3 separate regions of the Sus scrofa genome follow, and all the other regions are linked to region 2. The links are chromatin contacts, called in public HiChIP or PLAC-seq and promoter capture Hi-C maps. All regions are on one chromosome and are shown on one strand. The core of a region is the stretch at or near the end of the contact, and the rest is flanking DNA. Distances in the headings are between cores, read along the strand shown. Region 1 holds the start of PURB (transcriptional activator protein Pur-beta). Region 2 holds the start of YKT6 (YKT6 v-SNARE homolog). Region 3 holds the start of DDX56 (DEAD-box helicase 56).

Region 1 (3,778 bases), core at 975-3,474, 460 kb before region 2:
AATGAATCCAACTAGTATCCATGAGGATGGGGACTCGAGCCCCAGACTCGCTCAGTGGGTCGGGGATCTGGCATTGCCGTGAGCTGTGGTGTAGGCTGATAGCTGTAGCTCCGATTCCACTCCCTAACTTGGGAACATCCATATGTCACGGGTGCGGACCTAAAAAGCAAAAATAAATAAATAAACAAATAATAAAAGCTAAAAAAAAAAAGTATCTGCCATTGCCTTGAGCTGTGGTGTATGTACGTTGCAGATGCACCTCGGATCCTGCGTTGCTCTGACTGTGGTGTAGGCCGGCAGCTGCAGCCCCAATTCGACCCCTAGCCTGGGAACTTCCGTAGGCCGCACATTCACCCCTAGAAAGAAAAAAAAGATAAAGTTTGGAAAATGTGTAACTGCCAAGCATACGAAAAGGGAGAAGATCCTAAGCTTAAAAGCCAAGAATGAAATTTCAAAGGAAACAGCAATAGATCTAACTCATTAAATAGAACATGACTCATTAAAACCAAACTAGTAGAAATGAACAGAAGGGTAGAGAGTGCTTCACATGAGCTGAGTGCTGGGACCCCCTATACAGGGAAGTTGCTTGCTTAGCAAGAAATTAGAGGAGCGTCATGGACATCTCCTGTAAAGGCATAGTGGTGCCTGACATGGCCTTCCTTCCCTAGGGATTTGAAATGTCCAAATCCTCTCCAGGACTGAAATGTTCAAAGCCCCAAATTTGACATCTTTCCCTGGACGACCTTGTGTTTGGTTGATAGCGATTATTTTAAATTTGTTTGATTGGGTCTTTCTTACCAAACAGGAAAAAGGGTGATTAAGTACTTGGAAAGTGCTTCCTTTGTTGCAGGTTATGTGCTTTGTGTGCATTAGAGCAACCCCACAAGACAGGTACAATTACTCCCATTTAACAAGCGAGGCAACGGAACCTTAGAGATGAACTGAACTGCGCAAGACCTCACAGCTACAATGGGGTTCAGACCCACGTAGAGTGACTCTCAGCACACACCTCCTCCCATGGAAAGACATGCTTTGCACTTTTTTTTTAAGGCGGGTGGAGGCATGTGGAAGTTCAGGGGCAAAGACTGATCGCTGGCCACAGCCACTGTAGCTGAGGCCACACTGGATCCTTTAACACACTGCCCCTGCCAGGGATCCAGCCCGTGCCTCCGCAGGGACCCAAGCGGCTGCAGTCAGAGTCTCAACCCAATGGGCCACAGTGGGAACCAATTTTTAAATCCATTCCGGTTTCTCCACACAACGTGAACATGGACACACGAATTCTTCCGCGCAAAATGGTTGTCAGTACCTGTACATAGGTATTTGATAAAAGTTAACTCCTTCCTAGGCGCTTCAGCCCCACTACCACTGCTTAGTTGAGTCCTTCATTTTTTCTTACGTTGTTGTCATGGTGAAGATGATATTATCATGTATGTTTCAGGCACTATAGGAAAAAAAGGCAAGAGGCCACACTTAGTGAGCATCACTATAACTCAGGTATCATGCTAAACATTACTCACAGATTACTGTCCAGCAATCCTATAAAACTCGTTTTAGTTCTTTTTTTTTTTTTTTTTTTTTTTGTCTTTTTGCTATTTCTTGGGCCGCTCCCACGGCATATGGAGGTTCCCAGGCTAGGGGTTGAATCGGAGCTATAGCTGCCGGCCTACACCACAGCCACAGCAACGCGGGATCCGAGCCGCGTCTGCAACCTACACTACAGCTCATGGCAACGCCGGATCGTTAACCCCACTGAGCAAGGGCAGGGACCGAACCCGCAACCTCATGGTTCCTAGTCGGATTCGTTAACCACTGCGCCACGACGGGAACTCCCCCGTTGTAGTTCTTAACGCAGACGACCTCAACATCCTCTCTCCTTTAATTCCTCTGTTTACAAATAATAACTGTATTCGGTATAATTTCCCTAGAATAAACCGCACTTATTCAAAGAGTACATTTCAAAGGTTTTGGCACATCTGTGAAGCCACCATCACAAACAAGCGCACACTATTTCCAACACCCTTAAGCTTCCCAGGGATCCTTCCCAGCCTACCCCTCGGGTCCTCCGCCCCGCGCCTGCGGCCCCGTGACGTCACTGCCCTGCGCCCCGCCGCCGCCGCGCTCGACACTTCCGGCAGCGAAGACGTAATGGGCGGGGCGGGGGTGGTGTCACGGAAGCGCGCGCCGGAAGCGGGCCCGCCGGAAGTGGCGGGGCGGGGCGCGGGGGCGATGGGGGGTGGCGGCGGCGGCCGGCGATGAGCAGCGGGAGCGCGTGAGCAGGCCGGCGGGCGAGGCTGGGGGGCCCCGGAGAGCGAGCCGCAGGGCGGAGGGCGGGGGCGCGAGCGAGGCGGGCGGCGGGCGGCGGCCTGGGCGCGGTGGCGGCGGAAGCCGAGAAGATGGCGGACGGCGATAGTGGCAGCGAGCGCGGCGGCGGCGGCGGCGGCGGGCCCGGCGGCTTCCAGCCCGCGTCCCGCGGCGGCGGCGGCGAGCAGGAGACGCAGGAGCTGGCCTCGAAGCGGCTGGACATCCAGAACAAACGCTTCTACCTGGACGTGAAGCAGAACGCCAAGGGTCGCTTCCTCAAGATCGCCGAGGTGGGCGCGGGCGGCTCCAAGAGCCGCCTCACCCTGTCCATGGCGGTGGCCGCCGAGTTCCGCGACTACCTGGGCGACTTCATCGAGCACTACGCGCAGCTGGGCCCCAGCAGCCCCGAGCAGGTGGCAGCGGCGGCGGGCGCCGAGGAGGGCGGTGGGCCGCGGCGCGCGCTCAAGAGCGAGTTCCTGGTGCGCGAGAACCGCAAGTACTACCTGGACCTCAAGGAGAACCAGCGTGGCCGCTTCCTGCGTATCCGCCAGACGGTCAACCGCGGCGGCGGCGGCCCCGGGCCCGGCGGCCTGCAGAGCGGCCAGACCATTGCGCTGCCCGCGCAGGGCCTCATCGAGTTCCGCGACGCGCTGGCCAAGCTCATCGACGACTACGGCGGCGAGGACGACGAGCTGGCAGGGGGCCCGGGCGGCGGCGCCGGGGGCCCCGGGGGCGGCCTCTACGGAGAGCTTCCGGAAGGCACCTCCATCACGGTGGACTCCAAGCGTTTCTTCTTCGACGTGGGCTGCAACAAGTACGGAGTGTTCCTGCGCGTGAGCGAGGTAAAGCCTTCCTACCGCAACGCCATCACCGTCCCCTTCAAGGCGTGGGGCAAGTTCGGGGGCGCCTTTTGCCGGTATGCGGATGAGATGAAAGAGATCCAGGAGCGGCAGAGGGATAAGCTTTATGAGCGACGCGGCGGAGACGAGTCGGAGGGAGAGGAGGTGGATGAGGACTGAAACGCGCAGCTTTCCCTACGGGCCTCTCCACCCCACCACCGTCCCCTTGGCTAGAGAGCTCCCCTTCCTGTTCATCCCCCAGTGAGCTAGAGGAGGGGGAGCGAGGGAGGCCCCAGAGGGAGAAAACAAAATTTAAAGTAATATAGTTAATTAAGAGAAGTAACCAGAAGAGAACCGTCACGGACACTTAGCGAAAAGCAGTGAAGTTCCAAGATACTGACAGCAACCTGCAAAGAGAGGAGAGAAGACAAAACAACAGCGTCTCCTCACCTGAGCAAAACAGTCTCAGCTTCTGTTGCTTCCCAGCTGAGGTTCCTGAACCCTGGGTGGGTCAGATCCTTGCACATTGGCCAAGGAACACCTTCGAGTTACCCAGACCCATTGCTGACAGTTGAGTTTGTGTTGTACCTGGGTAACCTGTTGGGAAGATTTTTCCAGACCACACTTTGGCCGTG
Region 2 (4,023 bases), core at 775-3,274:
CAGAAAACTAAAACTAGAACTACCGTATGACCCAGCCATCCCACTCCTGGGCAGCTATGCAGGCTAAACCATAATTCAAAGAGGTACATGCACCCCTGTATTCATAGCAGCACTGTTCACAGTAGGCAAGACAGGGAAACTATCCAAATGCCCACTGACAGATGAATGGATTAAGAAGATGTGGTATATATATACACACATACATACAATGGAATACAACTCGGCCATAAATGTATTGCCATTCACAGAGACAGAGATCCAACCGGAGATATCACACTAAGTGAACTAAGTCAGAAAGACAAAGACAAAGACCGTATGATATCACTTATATGTGGAATCTAAAGTATGGCACAAAGCAACTCATCTACAAAACAGGAACAGACCCACACACTTTGAGGACAGACGTGTGACTGACCAGCAGGAGGGGAGGGGGAGGGGATGGACTGGGAGTCTGGGCTTAGTGGATGTGCAAACTATTACATTTAGAACGGAAGAACAATAAGGTCCTACTGTACAGGACAGGGAACTATACCCAGCCCCTCGGGATAGACCATGATGGAAGATAATACTGAAAAAAAAAAAAATATGTGTACGACTGAGTCACTTTACTGTGTAGCAGAAACTGGCAACACACTGTACATCAACTATACTTTCACTAAAAAAAAAAAAGAAGAAGAAGAAGAAGACAACTGCACTGAAAGAATGAAAACAGAATCCAGACGGCAGATTCTACCAGACTTGGGGACTGGGTGACCACAGACCTGGATTCCGTCGGGTCCTTCTCCTTTTGCGCCTGAGTCACCCCCACCCCCCCACAATCCGGCTGGAAGTGTCTGTGGTTCTCCGAATACCCACCTTACTGCATTTACACGCCTCACAAATGTTTGAAAGCTTGGAAGCCCTACAAATCCCACGCGTCCTCCCAAACCATAGAGAGGACCGTAAAGAGCATGTAACTTTGGTGAGTCCTGGCTGGTTCGACATCATCGCTTGGGGCCTCAGTGACTTCATTCACTCGACGGGAGAGTACAGCACTCTCTCCGAGAGGAGGGTAGAAAGCCCCACCGGAACGTCTAAACGTGGCTCTTGAGGCGTGGCACACAAGCTTCCCGGGTCAGAACTACTGAGCGGGAGCTGCGGGCTTAAAACAGAGACTTCTGGGTTTCAACCTACTAGTTCGGACTGTCTGGGCGTGAACCTGGGGAATCTGCACTTTTTCACAGCCCCGTTCTACTTCTCACGCGACCGAAATCCTACAGGAGCCCGCCCTGGAGCGGGGTGCAGAAAGCCTTCCGAGGTCGAAGGGAGAAGGGTTCCTCAGAGGCACAGTCCACAGCCGGAGGAGGAGGCCGCCGCTGGGCTCCGCTACGGGGGGCCGAGCCGCGGGCCTCCCCCGATTCCGGGCCCGGCGATCCCCGCCCAGGCCCGCTCACCTGGACCTCTGGAAGAAGCTGAAGGAGGACACGTCGTACGCGGCTTTGAGCAGCACCACCTTGGGATCGCCTTTGTAGAGGACGCTGAGGCTGTAGAGCTTCATGGCGCCGAGGCCTCGGGCCGGCCACCCGCCCGGCCGCGGGACCGGCTCGCAGGGAGGAGGGCGGCGCCGCCCCTCGAGACCGCCGCCGGCTGCTGACGGGTCGGCCACCGGCTTCCTCCCCCTGGCTCGGGGTTCACTTCCGCTTCCGGTCCGGGGCGGCCGCCTGAGGCTTAACGAAGAGTTTGCGTGCCCCGGATGCAGAGAGGGGCGGCCGGAAACGTGAGCGAGGGGCGGGGCATGGTGCTGCGCGTGCGCGTGCGCTCGCCGCGGTCTCTCGGGGCTGTCTTGGGCCGCCCGGCTCTTTCTCCCGCAGTCTTTAGCCTTTTCCTGCAATCGTCCTCTCCGACGGCCGTCCCTTTTCCGACTGGTTGGTTCTGAGTCTTCTCGGGGGGTCCAGGGTCCCCCAGGACCGTCCTCCCTCCGAGCAGTGAGATCCAGAGCAGCACCCACGAGCCAGTGCTTTGTGCACCCTACAGGGGCGACTTTGATTTATGGGCGAACCGCCTTCCCGGTACCTGTTTTGTAAATCAGATCTCCTTTTGAGTAAAGGGGAGGAACCTTTTCTTCTACAGGCTCCTGCCAGAAGGTAAAGGCATGCCTCTCATTTTCAGATGATCTGATTCCGCTCATGCCCTTCCCAGGCCTTCCTCCTGCCCTCGTGGGAGCAAATCCCTGGTCACACAAGACCCTTGAGCACAACCCTGCAGGGGTGAAGGCTCCCGGGCCTGCCCCACCACCTGTGAAACCAGTTGTCAGACTAACCACTGATTTGAGAGCCAAACTGCTGACCTCACCGAGTAGCAGGGCCGCTTCACCCCAAAAGGGGCAGGTGTAAAGTGACTTGGTGTAAAGTCATTTTGCTTGAGATGTAAAAATAATGCTTTTTTCCGTGGATGGCCATAAATGAGGCTCCGTTCCCTAGGGGTACCGCCTCTTGCCCTTTTCTTGTTTATTAAATGGTAATCAGAAAGCATCTTGAAGGACACACACAAAAAGGGACCTTTTCTTTGGAAGTTGGCAGTAAGCTTCTACAACTATCATGCTAGAAGCAGCCAGATCTGAAATGATGGGAAAGAGATGGTACATTTGAAAAATCAACACCATCCCTCTAAACATTCTAAATTAGGGTGTCTCAACCTCGGTGCTATTGGTATCTTGGGTTGGATAATTCTTGTTGTTAGGGGGCTGTCCAGGCATTGTAGGCAGCATCTTAGGCCTTGTACCTACTAGATGTAGCATTCCACCCGCCACTGGGCAACCAAAAATGTCTCTGGACATTCCCAAATGCGCCCTGGGGAGCAGTGGTTTAGAGGACCATTGCTCTAGATATTCTTGTGGCTGAAGGAAGTTCCCACCACCTGCCCTTTCACTCAGCACCTTCCTCCCCAACCCTCTTCCCTGGGTATTTCCAAGTGCAAAGGATGGAAAGGGATTTTTCTTACATCTCCTTCATTGTGGTACCAAACCTCAAGAACAGCCTTTGGCCAATGCCAGGCCAGCTACCCACAGACAGCACACTAGACAGTGTCACAAGAAGACTGGATGGTGGAGAGCCGTCAGTGTAGTCCTATCCTAACTGCGCTGACACCGCTGCCCGATAGGGGGCGAGCGAGAGCCGTTTCTGAGGAAAACAGGCCCCTTTTCTTTTGCCCCAAAACTTGTACAAAAGGAGGAACCAGGAGGACAGCGTTTGGTTGGAATATATTTAAATGTATTCACTTGACACATAACAGTAGTTTCCCTTATAGCAAACACTTCCTATATGCTACCTTATTTATTTATGTCTTTTTAGGGCTGCACAGGCCGCATATGGAGGTTCCCAGGCTAGGGGTCGAATCAGCTGTAGCCGCCGCCCTACGCCAGAGCCACAGCAACATGGGATCTGACCTACACTGCAGCTCAGGGCAACACCGGATCCTTAACCCACAGAGCAAGGCCAGGGATCAAACCAGCGTCCTCATGGACACTGGTTGGGTTCATTAACCAATGAGCCAGGACGGGAACTCCTATATACTACCTCATTTAATCCTCACAAAAACAGAGGACGATATACCACCTTAGAGACATAGAAACTGAGACCCAGGTTAAGGAGATCGCTAGTAAGACGCACATACCAACACGAAACCACATAACAAACTCATAGCCAGCTCCACCCTAGCAGCTCTCTCCCTCCTCTCACCCTTGCTCAGCCTCCATCCCCCCAGAAAAACTAACTTGGCCAAAGTGGTTACAAACGCCCCACGTTCATCCATCTTTCTCAGAAGCAAGACCCACCTTCCATTCCGTCCCTCCAGCTGTCACCCCAACTTGGATTCAGTCCCAGCCCTGCCACAAACCACCAAACCACAAAAGTGAACAAACCATTAACCTCTCTGGTTATGGTTTCTCTTTCATTTGCAAAACTGGAAAAATATCTTGTTGCTGGAAATGATAAGACATTATATTCCAAGCTCTGGTCATAGTAGATGTTTAATAAGTAACAACAG
Region 3 (4,109 bases), core at 890-3,389, 270 kb before region 2:
CGGGCCAGCAGCTGCAGTTCAGATCTGGCCCCTAGCCTGGGAACTTCCATATGCTGTAGGTACAGCCCTAAAAAGAAAGGAGAAGCAACAGTTCAGCTACATCCAAGGAATTCTAGTGATTTCCCATCCAGTGACACCCTAATTCCATTCCGAAATTCTTGCTTTCTTAGATCATATAACATTCTTACCAAATAGCCTTCTACCTCCTTACCATAAAAAAGGGGGTGGGGGTAGGAGCCATTTTACTCATCCCAGCATCCCTGGCCTAGTCCCCAGCTCTCAGTAGGACTGGCAGTCCCCATCTCCCATCTTTTGGTCCCAGCCCCACTTTATCTGTGGTGCATGAACTGCTCTCTGTTCTCACCCTAACAACAGCGAAAGCCTAACCCAAGGCACCCAAGCTGGGTCTATGACAGAGCAGGTGCACGGGGTCAACCGAGAAACTCATCGACATGGATCCTTGGCAAATGCTCAGTTCCAGTCTGATTATGTAGGTTTACATTTGGGGTAGTGTGGTAGACAGAATAAGCCCCCCAAAAATGTCCAATTCAATGTACTAATTCTGGATACTTGTGACTGTTACCAAACATGGCAAAGAGGGATTAGGGCTGCTATCATCTGACATTAAGTGGAGAAGTACCTGGATTATCTGAGTGGGCCCCACTATGGTAACAGGGGTCTTTAAACATGGAAGAGGGAGGCAAAAGAAGGCTGTAATGACATGTGAGGCCTCAACCCTCTGTTAATAGCTCTGAAAATAGAGGAAGGGGACCTCAAGCCAAGCTGGGAAAGGCAAAATCCGAATTATTCTTCTAGAACCTCCAGTGAGCCCCGCCAGCATTGTGATTTCAGCCTAGTGAGAGCTCATGAAACTTCTGACCTACAGAACTCAAAGATAATAAACTTGCATTAAACCACCAAGATTATGGGAATTTGTTAACAGCAGCAATTGGTGGGGACCAAGAATCCTTATTTTTATGTATGTATGTATGTATTTATTTTGTCTTTCGTCTTTTTAGGGCTGCGGCATATGGAGTTTCCCAGGCTAGGGGTCAAATCGGAGCTGTAGCCACCGGCCTACGCCAGAGCCACAGCAACGCGGGATCCGAGCCAAGTCTGCAACCTACACCACAGCTCACGGCAACGCTGGGGACCGAACCCGCAACCTCATGGTTCCTAGTCGGATTCGTTAACCACTGCGCCACGATGGGAACTCCGAATCCTTATTTTTAATCAAGCTGTGCAGGCAACATCGGGGCAGCCAGGTTTGGGAACCCCAGACCAACCTACCTTCCTCATCTCCTTCTCCCAAACATCATTCTTGTACAGTCCAATCGCTCTAGCCTGTCCTTTGGACTGCTTGTGACCCTGAATCTTAGCCAGCCTCGGTTGCCTCTATCATGTGTTGGTACACCAAGTGTCTTTCTACTCAAAGCTGTTGCCCCGGTTCAGATTCCCAAGTTCCCCGCAGTGCTACAGCCAAACAGCCCTGTAAAACATATGTTGGTGCACTTTTCCTGAGCACCGTAAGTGGCAGAGAAATTAGTGCTTACACACAAATCCGACAGATTCCCCAGATGCATAAGAAAGGGCGCGGGACTCACCAGTGTTTCTCGTACGTGGTGAGCTACCATCCGCCGCACGCCTGTTCTTAAATAGAACACAGGCGAGCACGCTTGAACACTGATGTATTTGTCAATGCAAGTATAACTAACGCCGAATAAATACTAGGGTGAGGCTGTTAAAACCAACCTCGAGGTGAAGGGAAAGCCCTAAGCATGTAACCGGGGGACAGTCCTGCTGGTTGTTTGACCCGTTGTGGGTCGGCGGAGGCGGGCACAGGAGGGAATCTCACCCGCCTCCACGCAGCCCCGCCCCCGCCGCAGGCAATCCCAGCGCAGCACGCCTTTAGGAGGCAGTGTCAGCGGACCAGCGAGGACCAGACAGCTCCCAGCCGACCCTGGCCCCTCGCCCGTCCCCTCTCCCCGGAGACACCGGGTTCTGCGCGCCGCCGCCGCGGCAGCGGTCCTCCGTCAGAACATCGGAAGCCGGGGCTCCGATACTTCCGGGAGGTGACGTATCCTTTAAGATGATTGGCTGCTGCTGTGACCCGCCTACGCGGCCCCGCGTGCACTTCCTGTCGCGCATGCGCGCTGTCACTACAGAACAGCAGCATGGAGGATCCAGAGCTATTGGGTTTTGAACACATGGGCCTAGACCCCCGGCTCCTACAGGTACTGGGGAGGGCTGAGGAGCCGGTCCGAGGTGGAGGGGAGGTGGCAGCAGGGCAGCGCGCCGCCTGAGCCGTCCCTTGTCTCTCCTAGGCCGTTACCGACCTGGGCTGGTCGCGACCCACGCTGATCCAGGAAAAAGCCATTCCTTTGGCCCTTGAGGGGAAGGACCTCCTGGCTCGGGCCCGCACGGGGTCAGGGAAGACCGCTGCTTATGCCATTCCGATGCTGCAGCTGCTGCTCCACAGGAAGGCGGTGAGTCGGGGGAGGGGCCTTTAAAGGCCGGGAAGGGAGATGCAGGCGTTTGAGTTCCGTTGTGCCCCCTTGGAAGACTGTGTCCCCCATCGCCACCCACCGAAGTCTTTCCCAAGTACCGGGTTTCCTTATGGCCTCTTACACGTGAAGGTTGGTCTGAAAGAAACTGGTGCTCTTGCTGTAAACGCTCTGGGGTGGAATTCAGGTCACTTGGGTTCTAGTCAAGGCCCTCCGACCACCACTCTTTGTACAATCCTGAGTAAATGGGGTTTCTCTTTTTCCTACTTTAAAAGGGGGCACCTCTTCCCTTCCTACTTATAGATTATTGTGAAACTCTGGTTTCCTAACGGATACATTTTTTGTAACTTTGTAGCTGTAAAGAGAGTTATCCTTTTTGTGGTGAGTGTCTGGGAGAAGAGTCCTCTGGTCTACATTCTGAAGTGCCTAGAAGCAGGTGGGGGGTTGGTCAGAGGACAACTAGGGAGTTCCTGTCGTGGCTCAGCGGTAACAAACCTAATATCCATGAGGAAGTGGATTCTATCCCAGGCCTCACTCAGTGGGTTAAGGATCCATCGTTGCCATGAGCTGTGGAGTAGGTCACAGACACAGCTAGGATCTGGTGTTGCCGAGGCTGCGGCTGCGGCTGGCAGCTGTATAGCTCCTGTTGGACCTCTAGCCTGGGAATTTCCATAAGCCACAGATGTGGCTCTAAAAAGACAAAAAAAAAAAAAAAAAGCACAACTAGATTGTTGTGTTGGAGTTCCCGTCGTGGCGCAGTGATTAACGAATCTGACTAGGAACCATGAGATTGTGGGTTCGATCCCTGGCCTTGCTCAGTGGGTTAACGATCCGGCGTTGCCGTGAGCTGTGGTGTAGGTTGCAGACGCGGCTCGGATCCCGCGTTGCTGTGGCTCTGGCGTAGGGTGGCAGCTACAGCTCCGATTAGACCCCTAGCCTGGGAACCTCCATATGCCGCGGGAGAGGCCCAAGAAATGGCAAAAAAAAAAAAAAAAGATTGTTGTGTTGAAGTCATAGCAGTTGTGTCAAATTGCCTGGAGGAGGTAGAGGAAAAGCATCCAGTTGCCATGGTGACACGAACTGACTGAAGCCTTGAATTCTTCTTTCGCAGATAGGCCCTGCGGTCGAGCAGGCTGTGAGAGGCCTTGTCCTTGTGCCGACCAAGGACCTGGCTCGGCAGGCCCAGTCCATGATTCAGCAGCTGGCTGCCTATTGTGCTCGAGATATCCGGGTGGCCAACGTCTCAGCGGCTGAAGACTCAGCTTCTCAGAGGTGAGTGAAAGCCGTGGGGGAGTGAATCTGCCCTGAGATGTGGGATTGGGTTTGTGCGCAGCAAGAAAGAGGGCTAGGAGTTCCCTTGTGGTGCAGCAGGTTAAGGATCCAGCATTGTCACCACAGTGGCTTGTGTTGCTGCTGTGGCGCAGGTTCAGTCTCTGGCCTGGGAGTGCCGCTCCCTGCTCCCCGCCAAAAAAAGGCTAATGCGTGGTGAGGTCCCAGCTGCTACCCTCTTCCCAATACTGAGGTGTTGCCCACCTGCAGAGCTGTGCTGATGGAGAAGCCTGATATAGTGGTGGGGACCCCATCTCGGATATTAAACCACTTGCA

Evidence for each region. Promoter capture Hi-C pulls out the DNA fragments that hold promoters and counts their contacts. HiChIP or PLAC-seq counts read pairs in DNA pulled down with a chosen protein or histone mark.
Region 1: a promoter capture Hi-C map of liver shows a contact between it and region 2, with 4 times the contacts expected there. The contact joins the promoter of PURB here to the promoter of YKT6 in region 2. A contact is called at or near these places in 2 of 5 promoter capture datasets (fetal liver and liver), 1 of 47 Hi-C or Micro-C datasets (heart right ventricle) and 2 of 2 datasets of contacts at active chromatin or transcription factors (alveolar macrophages and skeletal muscle).
Region 3: an H3K27ac HiChIP or PLAC-seq map of alveolar macrophages shows a contact between it and region 2. The contact joins the promoter of DDX56 here to the promoter of YKT6 in region 2. A contact is called at or near these places in 1 of 47 Hi-C or Micro-C datasets (heart right ventricle) and 1 of 2 datasets of contacts at active chromatin or transcription factors (alveolar macrophages).

The regions. Positions count from the first base shown.
Region 1 is chr18:50,507,786-50,511,563 of Sscrofa11.1, forward strand. It overlaps PURB (transcriptional activator protein Pur-beta), which reads left to right and starts at 2,225. Exons shown (of 1, transcript XM_013985807.2): 1 at 2,225-3,778. The coding sequence starts at 2,397. The coding sequence ends at 3,323. It overlaps LOC106506854 (a long non-coding RNA gene), which reads right to left and starts at 2,047. Exons shown (of 5, transcript XR_002340473.1): 1 at 1,956-2,047; 2 at 1,310-1,444.
Region 2 is chr18:50,969,360-50,973,382 of Sscrofa11.1, forward strand. It overlaps YKT6 (YKT6 v-SNARE homolog), which reads right to left and starts at 2,025. Exons shown (of 7, transcript NM_001244914.1): 1 at 1,434-2,025. The coding sequence starts at 1,537.
Region 3 is chr18:50,703,474-50,707,582 of Sscrofa11.1, forward strand. DDX56 (DEAD-box helicase 56) reads left to right here and starts at 2,140. Exons shown (of 14, transcript NM_001244543.1): 1 at 2,140-2,234; 2 at 2,325-2,486; 3 at 3,616-3,776; 4 at 4,044-4,109. The coding sequence starts at 2,175.